2 separate regions of the Drosophila melanogaster genome follow, and region 1 is linked to region 2. Evidence: chromatin contacts called from public Hi-C data. All regions are on one chromosome and are shown on one strand. The core of a region is the stretch at or near the end of the contact, and the rest is flanking DNA. Distances in the headings are between cores, read along the strand shown.

Evidence for each region. Hi-C and Micro-C count contacts between places; a contact is called where the count stands out from the background.
Region 1: a contact with region 2 is called in a Hi-C map of the Kc167 cell line, with 2.8 times the contacts expected there. A contact is called at or near these places in 5 of 107 Hi-C or Micro-C datasets (the Clone 8 cell line, the D17-c3 cell line, the Kc167 cell line and 1 more).

Annotation. Positions count from the first base shown.
Region 1 is chr3L:14,548,216-14,552,443 of dm6, reverse strand. It overlaps Gbs-70E (Glycogen binding subunit 70E), which reads left to right and starts at 1,469. Exons shown (of 6, transcript NM_001274913.1): 1 at 1,469-1,907; 2 at 2,285-2,446. The coding sequence starts at 2,355.
Region 2 is chr3L:14,630,431-14,634,162 of dm6, reverse strand. It overlaps RecQ5 (RecQ5 helicase), which reads left to right and starts at 2,086. Exons shown (of 5, transcript NM_168591.3): 1 at 2,086-2,282; 2 at 2,345-3,643. The coding sequence starts at 2,180. dlp (dally-like) reads right to left here and starts at 1,562. Exons shown (of 8, transcript NM_206353.2): 1 at 781-1,562. The coding sequence starts at 1,090.

The sequences.
Region 1 (4,228 bases), core at 220-2,719, 81 kb after region 2:
TTCCGAATAGTCGAGCCTGAGACTGCATTTTTGAGCAGACTTGGTTGCATTCAGCGGTTTCCGCTTGTCTGGGACAGTTTTGATGTGGGTACGACAGATATCATGTGGGTCGAAACTGGCCTGAACTCTACATGCATAGATTGGAAAAGAAAAAGCGACGAGGAAAATCAATTTCAATGCTTCATTAGTTGAGTATTTGAAATTTTGAGCCTCTTACGCAGGTTTAGGTGTTGATTTCTATTTTAATAATGGCCTTACGCGCGAGTTTTATGGGATTGATGAGGAATTTTAAGCTATAATCACTAATGACTTGGACTATTTTTAATACGAATGCATTTATAATCAGCTGATAACTTATCAAAGCAGATAAAGTACTTTTTGAGACATAGACTTAGGTTTTATAGTATTTATTATTTATAAAAAATTTCAATTAATATAGTTGCATATTTTCCTTTTTTATTACCAAAATCGATTAAATTCGAAGAGCTTTTTATAAGTTCAGCAATGAAAATAGACTAAAAGTGTCTCATTCACGAGACCCTAATGGAAGGCCTAATTGATTTACATATGTCAGGGGAGCACCCTCACATAAAAGAAATGCGTGGGCAGACACATAAAACCAAAACCCACTCACAAATGAGTCGAGTGGTGAATAATGTCCCATATTCAATTGAGTGCGGAAGAGGCCCTTATAAATCTGTGTGTGAAATATCTTTTATAATAAAAAACAATTTAACTAATAATACCAATTCTAGTTCGTAAGGCTATAAATATTGAACTGAACAGACCAGAGGCTATAACCTATCGACTTCGATAAGATAAATATTTAAAAAGCTGAGACGGAAAAAGTGTTTGCCAAACTCCTTGAAATTCACTTGAGCGCCACGAGGCTCAGTGGGAAATTTGATTTTGGGAGATGGGATGCTTCCCGTGCATGTGATCATGTCTCGAGGGGCTGACACCCGTTTTGACTTTTGTCACCGCCAGTGGCGCCAAAACTAATCAAAGCAACTAGGACCGACGCTAAATCGAAACCACAACTACAATCACTGCGGAATACCAAAATGCAATCAAAATATGCAAGCCACGTCGATCAGGAGAGAGAGAGAGAGTGAGAGAGAGACCGGGGCTATTCTAGAAACCTAACGCGAGTTCAGAACGCTGAATTATGTATACCCTTTAAAGTACTAACAGAGCAGAAAACTTAACTGTTTTATGTGGTCGTTCATTAGTAGTAAAAATGGGATGATTTTATTTTATTCTGCTTTACTGTTATTTCTGTTTTCTGTTTTTATATACTGGCCTCTTGAATATATAACATTCTGATAACATTACAAACGCTCCACTAACATGTCTATATGTCTTGGAAGGGAATTCAAACAACCAATCTCTCTCTTTTTCTTTTTCTCTCTCTCTCTTTTTCTGTCGCCCCGATCAAGTCTTAACGGCAAGTTGCAGCAACAAACATTTTCATTCGTTTTCGCATCGTCGAAGCGTACGGTTCATAGGAGGAACGGAACGAAGCGGGGAACGCGACGGAAACTAGTTGCTGTTTTTTTGTCCGTGTTAAATAATTGACACAAGAAAATTTAGCTACACTTAAGCAAAGTCCGCGAAAAATCTATTAAAAATCGTTCGTCGTTTTGTGTGTGTGACCACGAAAAAAGTGCCCCGATCGGAGGATTTTAATAAATTCAATTAAGGTTCCGTCCCAACGATCGTTTTTCATTGTCTGACGCTCACGCGTGATGTACAAATGAAAAAGTAAAAATTTAAATAAGATCAAAGAAAGAAAGATCACAGTAAAATTTAAAGTGGATTGACTGCACAAGAAAAAGAAAAGTTCCTTACCTCCTAGCCAGAAGTCAAAAGTGAAGCGGAAAACAGAGTGGAGATAACAATTAACGGTTAGTTGTAAAGCTAAAACTACACAATAAACATATCATGAAAAACTTTATAAAACATAAGAAGGGGGGCATTTTATTATTTTGGGTATCAGCATTTACATCACCTTGTTTCGAATCAAACTGATTTTAACATGCATTTGGACCAAACTAACAACGTTTCGAATGTTATCTCTTATGGAAATGGTATTGCTATATTATACCATCATTAATTCCGATTCCACCTGAGATTAGCAATTAATATGAAATTTCATAAACATATATTATATATTCGGATCATGCATTCTATTTACACATTACTTTCCAATTAAACGTTCATTTATTGCCGCGCTTCGATTAGCAACAAAAACAAATCGTTAATTTTCTATATTTTTCCACAGGGGCTTCCATACCAAAGTTCCTTGTTTGTAGAGATCATTGTAATCAGCGCAGATCGAAGCCATATATAAAATGATTTCGCACAGTCCGCCCATATTCAGTCACAGTCCACCCGTTAGTTTTCTGGCGGACTTCATGAGCGGACATCCCCGTCAATCGTTGAAGTAAGTTTACAAAAGTATATAACTCATAAATAAATATAGCCAGCAATTGGACTAATTTAACACAGAATTGCTCTAAGTGAATCCACGAGTTTCGGCAGCCAATCAAAACAAATTAAATAGCCAAACATCATTGAAAGAGTACCAATTCTCAGGTTTTTTCATGTCGAAAGAAAATATTTTTTTAACTTTCTTATCGATTGATAAGGAACTAGAAGCATTTTCTGATGCATCATCTTTTATGAATTTAACAAGTGGTGTACGTGTTAATAAGAGAAACGATATAAATGTCTGATAACCTGAAAAACCATGTGATAGTAAATGAATTAAACTGAGAGATAAAAAATACATAACAGATAAAAATGATTAATACCCTTTTGCATTAGGCGTTCTCTCTGGCGAATATTTAAACAATAATTTTAAACATTCAAATTTAAAACAAATTTCAAAATACCCAAACATAACCCACATTAACAAAATAAACAGACCGGAATGCCGTAATTCCATTTAATGAATATAAGAACTCAGTTGTTTACACAATCCAGAAAAGGAATATTATCGATCTCTCGAGGGCTGCCCATATTGATTCACATGAAACACCTGTTTCAAGTGTCGTCTATGGAAATTTTAACACCTGATCAAAGGCAGGAAACATGTCTTACCCAATACATAGTATTAAAACCTGAGAACTATTCGAAAACACAATGAATGCAGGTACTAAAAATATTCGTGCTAAGGCTCGTTTTTGGTTGACAACAACAGATTGGCAAAATATGAAAAGCAAGCATTCAAGATCAAGGCAAGACAGAATACTGAACCAAAACAAACATTTCGCCGATTCTGAGGTGATCTTTCGCTGGTGGAGCCAACTGAGATTTGAAGATTCGTTCACGAGTCGTGGGGGTGACGCCAAAAATTTGCTTGGCGACAATTTGCGCGTGGCGCTTGACGCAACTTTTTTTCTCAGGGGCACACGAGCAAGCCGAAAATTTGACAAATTGGTAAAGGGAAGAAGGGTAATATCTATATATTATATTTATACAGAGGCGAGAGCAATTGATTGAATTAAAGCAATTTGCCGTGCTTCATTTGCTGCACGCGCTGCATTTTCATCATATTTGTTGAGAGTATTTTATTTTTGGGAATGATAAATATACAATACCGAAAATTCGTATAACTTATATTCGTATATATGAGGACTTCAGCTAAAAATAAATCTATATCTAGAGTATGGCCAAGCAAAACAAACGCTACAAGAACCGGTAAAAAACTAAATAATCAGTTAAGATTAAAGAGGTTCAGTAGATAAAACTGTGGGAGGTAATACATGCGAAAGCCCTACTGCGATCCCTACAACTATGAACATTTCTTATCGGGGCACGTGAGCGGCATGCCTTCAAACAAACCGAGTACTCCAACCAACTCAAGTAACTCAGCTGCTAATGCGTCAACTCACTTGAAATTTCACAGCGTGATTTTACAACAGTTTACCCCACCCAATACCTAGAACTACCCACGTAACTGGGCGGGTCGTCATCGAAAATGATTGAATTCTTTTGGTTGCCAACTCAAGCACTAAATATGCTGATATTGTCTCCAGACAGCGCCAATTAGCCAAAAAAAGTTGATGATAACAGCAGAGCAGACGGAAATGTTCCCATAGCCAGGCCCACGCCGAAAAAGACGTATCAGCATGCCGTCAACATATGTTTAGCATGCAAAAGTCCACGCGAACCCCATTGAACGATCCTTATCAACCATTGACTTTTAGTTTTATGAATGTCT
Region 2 (3,732 bases), core at 837-3,336:
CTCCGCGACGGACTCTCTCTTATTTAGAGCCTGTCTTGTGCTGCTGCTTATTCGCATTTCGAGTTGATTTGCCTGGAATTTTATTTCCTTCAGGGGGCGGAGGGAGTGGAGGGAGCTCTGCAGGCGCGTTGAAGGAACAGAATGAATCACGGAATCGTCCAATTTATACACGAGTTCTCTTTGTTCCTTTGCGAATCAAACTTGTTTCTTATCTCCGGCAATTTACTATTGTTATGAAATATACGGATTCTTTTTCGGGTAATACCAATATTAGTTGCTTTGAGTTTTTAATTCCATTGGATAAATAATATGGTCTTTAAGCTTATTAAATAACTTTATTAAAGATTATAGTCCATTTTTCCATACTAACCATACTTTTCCATACTACATATATCAATGTAAGTATACATTTTAAAAGATCTGATTGCCACGATATGGATTTTCTTATCTTTTTTGCATTAAGAATGGCACTACCTCAACCATTTCGCACTTTAAACATCGCTACAAATTAAAATTTGTACTATTTGAATGACACCATATGGGAAGGCAATAAGTTATAATAAGCCTACTAAAGTACCAGAGTTCTTGAAAATATCTTTAAGTTTTTTTTTTAATATCCTTCACTTAAAGCGTATTTCAAAATTAAAAAAAAATTTTTATGATCTGAACATTTCACCCACAAGAAGTAATTATAACTTTGTTTAAAATTTAAATATTTACAATAATAAATATTTCTCGACAGGTATTTATTAAGCCATTGGTATATAATATCGGACATACCGTTACTGGGTTTTTGGGGAATTTCGATGGCATCGATTCCTCTCGCTTGGAAAATGTGTGTCACAGCACTGCAATTCGGACTGAATTGATCGATGATCGAAGACCCTGCTACGCCACCCGCCGGATTGGGGGCGGCAAGGGCGGCCACTTGGGGGGCGGGGCCATTGTCCGCTTGTAAGGTGGGCGGCAAGTGGGTGGTGAGTAGTAATAGTAGAAGAGGACTGCTGAATATCACAAGGCGGGCAGTTGTTGTTGCTGTAGCTTTTCTTCTGCAATGCAGATGTTGTTGTTGTTGCTGCTGATGTAGCATTTTGATAACTCTTTCTTTATTTTAAGGGGAAAGAGAGAGCGAGAGACAGGGCTAATTTCACCGGCGTTTGTTGTCGTTTAGTTTCGATTGGGATTCAAATCGTTTTGACTGTGTTTGTTCTTTTTGCGGTAAATAATTTTGGCAAACGCAGGCACCCACACTGAAATACGCACACTAATACACCGCTTTGTTTGCCGGCATTATTATTATTATGAAACTTATTTTTGTCGTTTGCGTTTATCAGTGCGCATTTTGCGTTCAGAAGCAATTGAAGTGCAACATGGTTGTCGGGTGTTATTAAATCGGGATTATTAACAATTAACAAATAGCGGCACACGCACTGCACATAGACGCACTCGCTCCAACACACACGCACCCGCGACGACGAAAGGCGAATTGAAAGCAAAGCGCGCAACGCAGGAAGAAGCAGCACAGCGCGTGCTCGCGAGTCGGCTATAAAATTTTGACTGAGAAGTCTCTTTGAATTTCGACTGCTTACCGTCGATTCTTTTCAGCCTGCGCTTATCGATTGGTGACCGCGGCTATCGATGTCTATCGCCTTACACCGTTTTTAGGTATGTACAGTGTCACTAGGCTATGAGAATTCCATTCTGGGAAACGTTTGTTAGAAAGTTGTGAAATTTAAAAATAAAATAACGAAAGTTTTACAAGAAATAGATTGGTCCTGTTAATACATACATACATATAAATTATTATACATATACAATTATACATACCATAAATTTTTTTTGTTTGCAAACACACGACTGTATATTTATTAATTGGTTGGTAAGCTAAATGGTTTTTGAATAATTTAATCACAAAAAGTAAAACTTCCATGTCGCGCTTATAGGCGAGATGAATGCCTATTTAATCACATTTAAAATATTTTGTGTACAAAACAAATAGTGTGGACATCTAAATTTATTCGAAATATGTGACATCGATAAAGGAAGGTCCACACTATCGAAAGCCACTATCTAGCCGCATTGTTCATCTCTAAACCAGCTGTTTTGGCGGCAACCAGTTTTGGTCTGAAGCAAAACAATGTTTATTTAAATAAAACGCAATTTAAATAACAGCCCAAGTATGGCGCATGAAAGCGCTGTGCACGAGGCGCTGAAAAAGCATTTTGGCCACTCGAAATTCAAATCGGATCTACAGGAAAAAGCCGTGAAGTGCGCTGTTAAAAGTGAATATTGGCCAAATTCTTACCCAATCTCGCAGATAATACCTCTCGTAATTCTCTTACAGAAAAGCAGGATGTGTATGTGTCGATGCCCACGGGCTCGGGTAAATCCCTGTGCTTCCAATTGCCTGGTTTGATGTCAGAGAATCAAATAACCATTGTTTTTTCTCCGCTTTTGGCTTTGATTAAAGATCAGATAGATCATTTAACCAAACTGAAAGTGCCGGCGGATTCTTTGAACTCCAAGATGAGCACCAAAGAAAGGGATCGTGTTATAATGGACTTAAAGGCCGTGAGAACCAACCTGAAGTTTCTCTACATAACCCCGGAACAGGCCGCCACCAAGTTTTTTCAAGACCTGCTGCAAACCCTCCATAAACACAATAAGCTTGCCTACTTTGCAGTCGACGAGGCGCATTGTGTTAGCCAATGGGGACATGACTTTCGACCGGACTATCTAAAGCTGGGGGAGCTGCGTTCCAAATATTCCGACGTCATCTGGTTGGCTTTGACTGCCACAGCTTCAAGGGAAGTCAAGGAGGATATATATAAGCAGTTGCGCCTCCACCAACCCGTGGCTCAATTTAGCACTCCTAGCTTCAGGAAAAACCTCTTCTATGACATTGTTTACAAGAATTCTATCGAAGATGACTTTCAGCACCTGGCAGATTTCGCCAGACACTGCTTGGGCAATCCGAAGGAGTTTAAGGATACACCCAAGCCACAAAGAGGCTGCGGAATCGTATATTGCCGGACTCGAGACCAAGTGGAGCGCATGGCGATAGGGGTAACTAAACAGGGAATCGGAGCAGTAGCCTATCACGCTGGTCTGAAAACAGGAGAACGTACTGAAGTCCAGGAAGCGTGGATGCGGGGTGATCAGCCCATTATATGTGCAACCAATAGTTTTGGAATGGGTGTGGACAAACCAAGTGTGCGCTTCGTTATCCACTGGGATGTACCCCAAAATGTGGCTGCTTATTATCAAGAATCTGGTCGCGCTGGACGCGATGGCTTGCAGTCATATTGTAGATTATACTACGGACGGGAAGACGTCCGGAGTATACGTTTCCTTCTTCAAAACGATGCCCACAGAGCCAGGGGTCGTGGTGACAAAGAGCTGCTTACGGAGAGAGCTATCAAACAATTTGAGAAGATCACGGAATTCTGCGAGCGAACAACCTGCAGGCATAAACTCTTTTCGGATTTCTTTGGAGATCCAACTCCAGATTGTAGTGGGCAATGCGATGTCTGCAAGCGTCCCAAGAAAGCGGAAAAAGCACTGGAGATTTTTCATCGATTATGTATGGATGATGCCTTTAAGTCGCACATTTCGCTACAGGATTGCGCAGATCTGTATGAGGGTGAGTTTTAAAACTTCGTTATCTTTTTAGCTATTTCTGATCTTAAAGCCATATTTTTATACCCGTTACTCGTAGAGTAAAAGGCTATA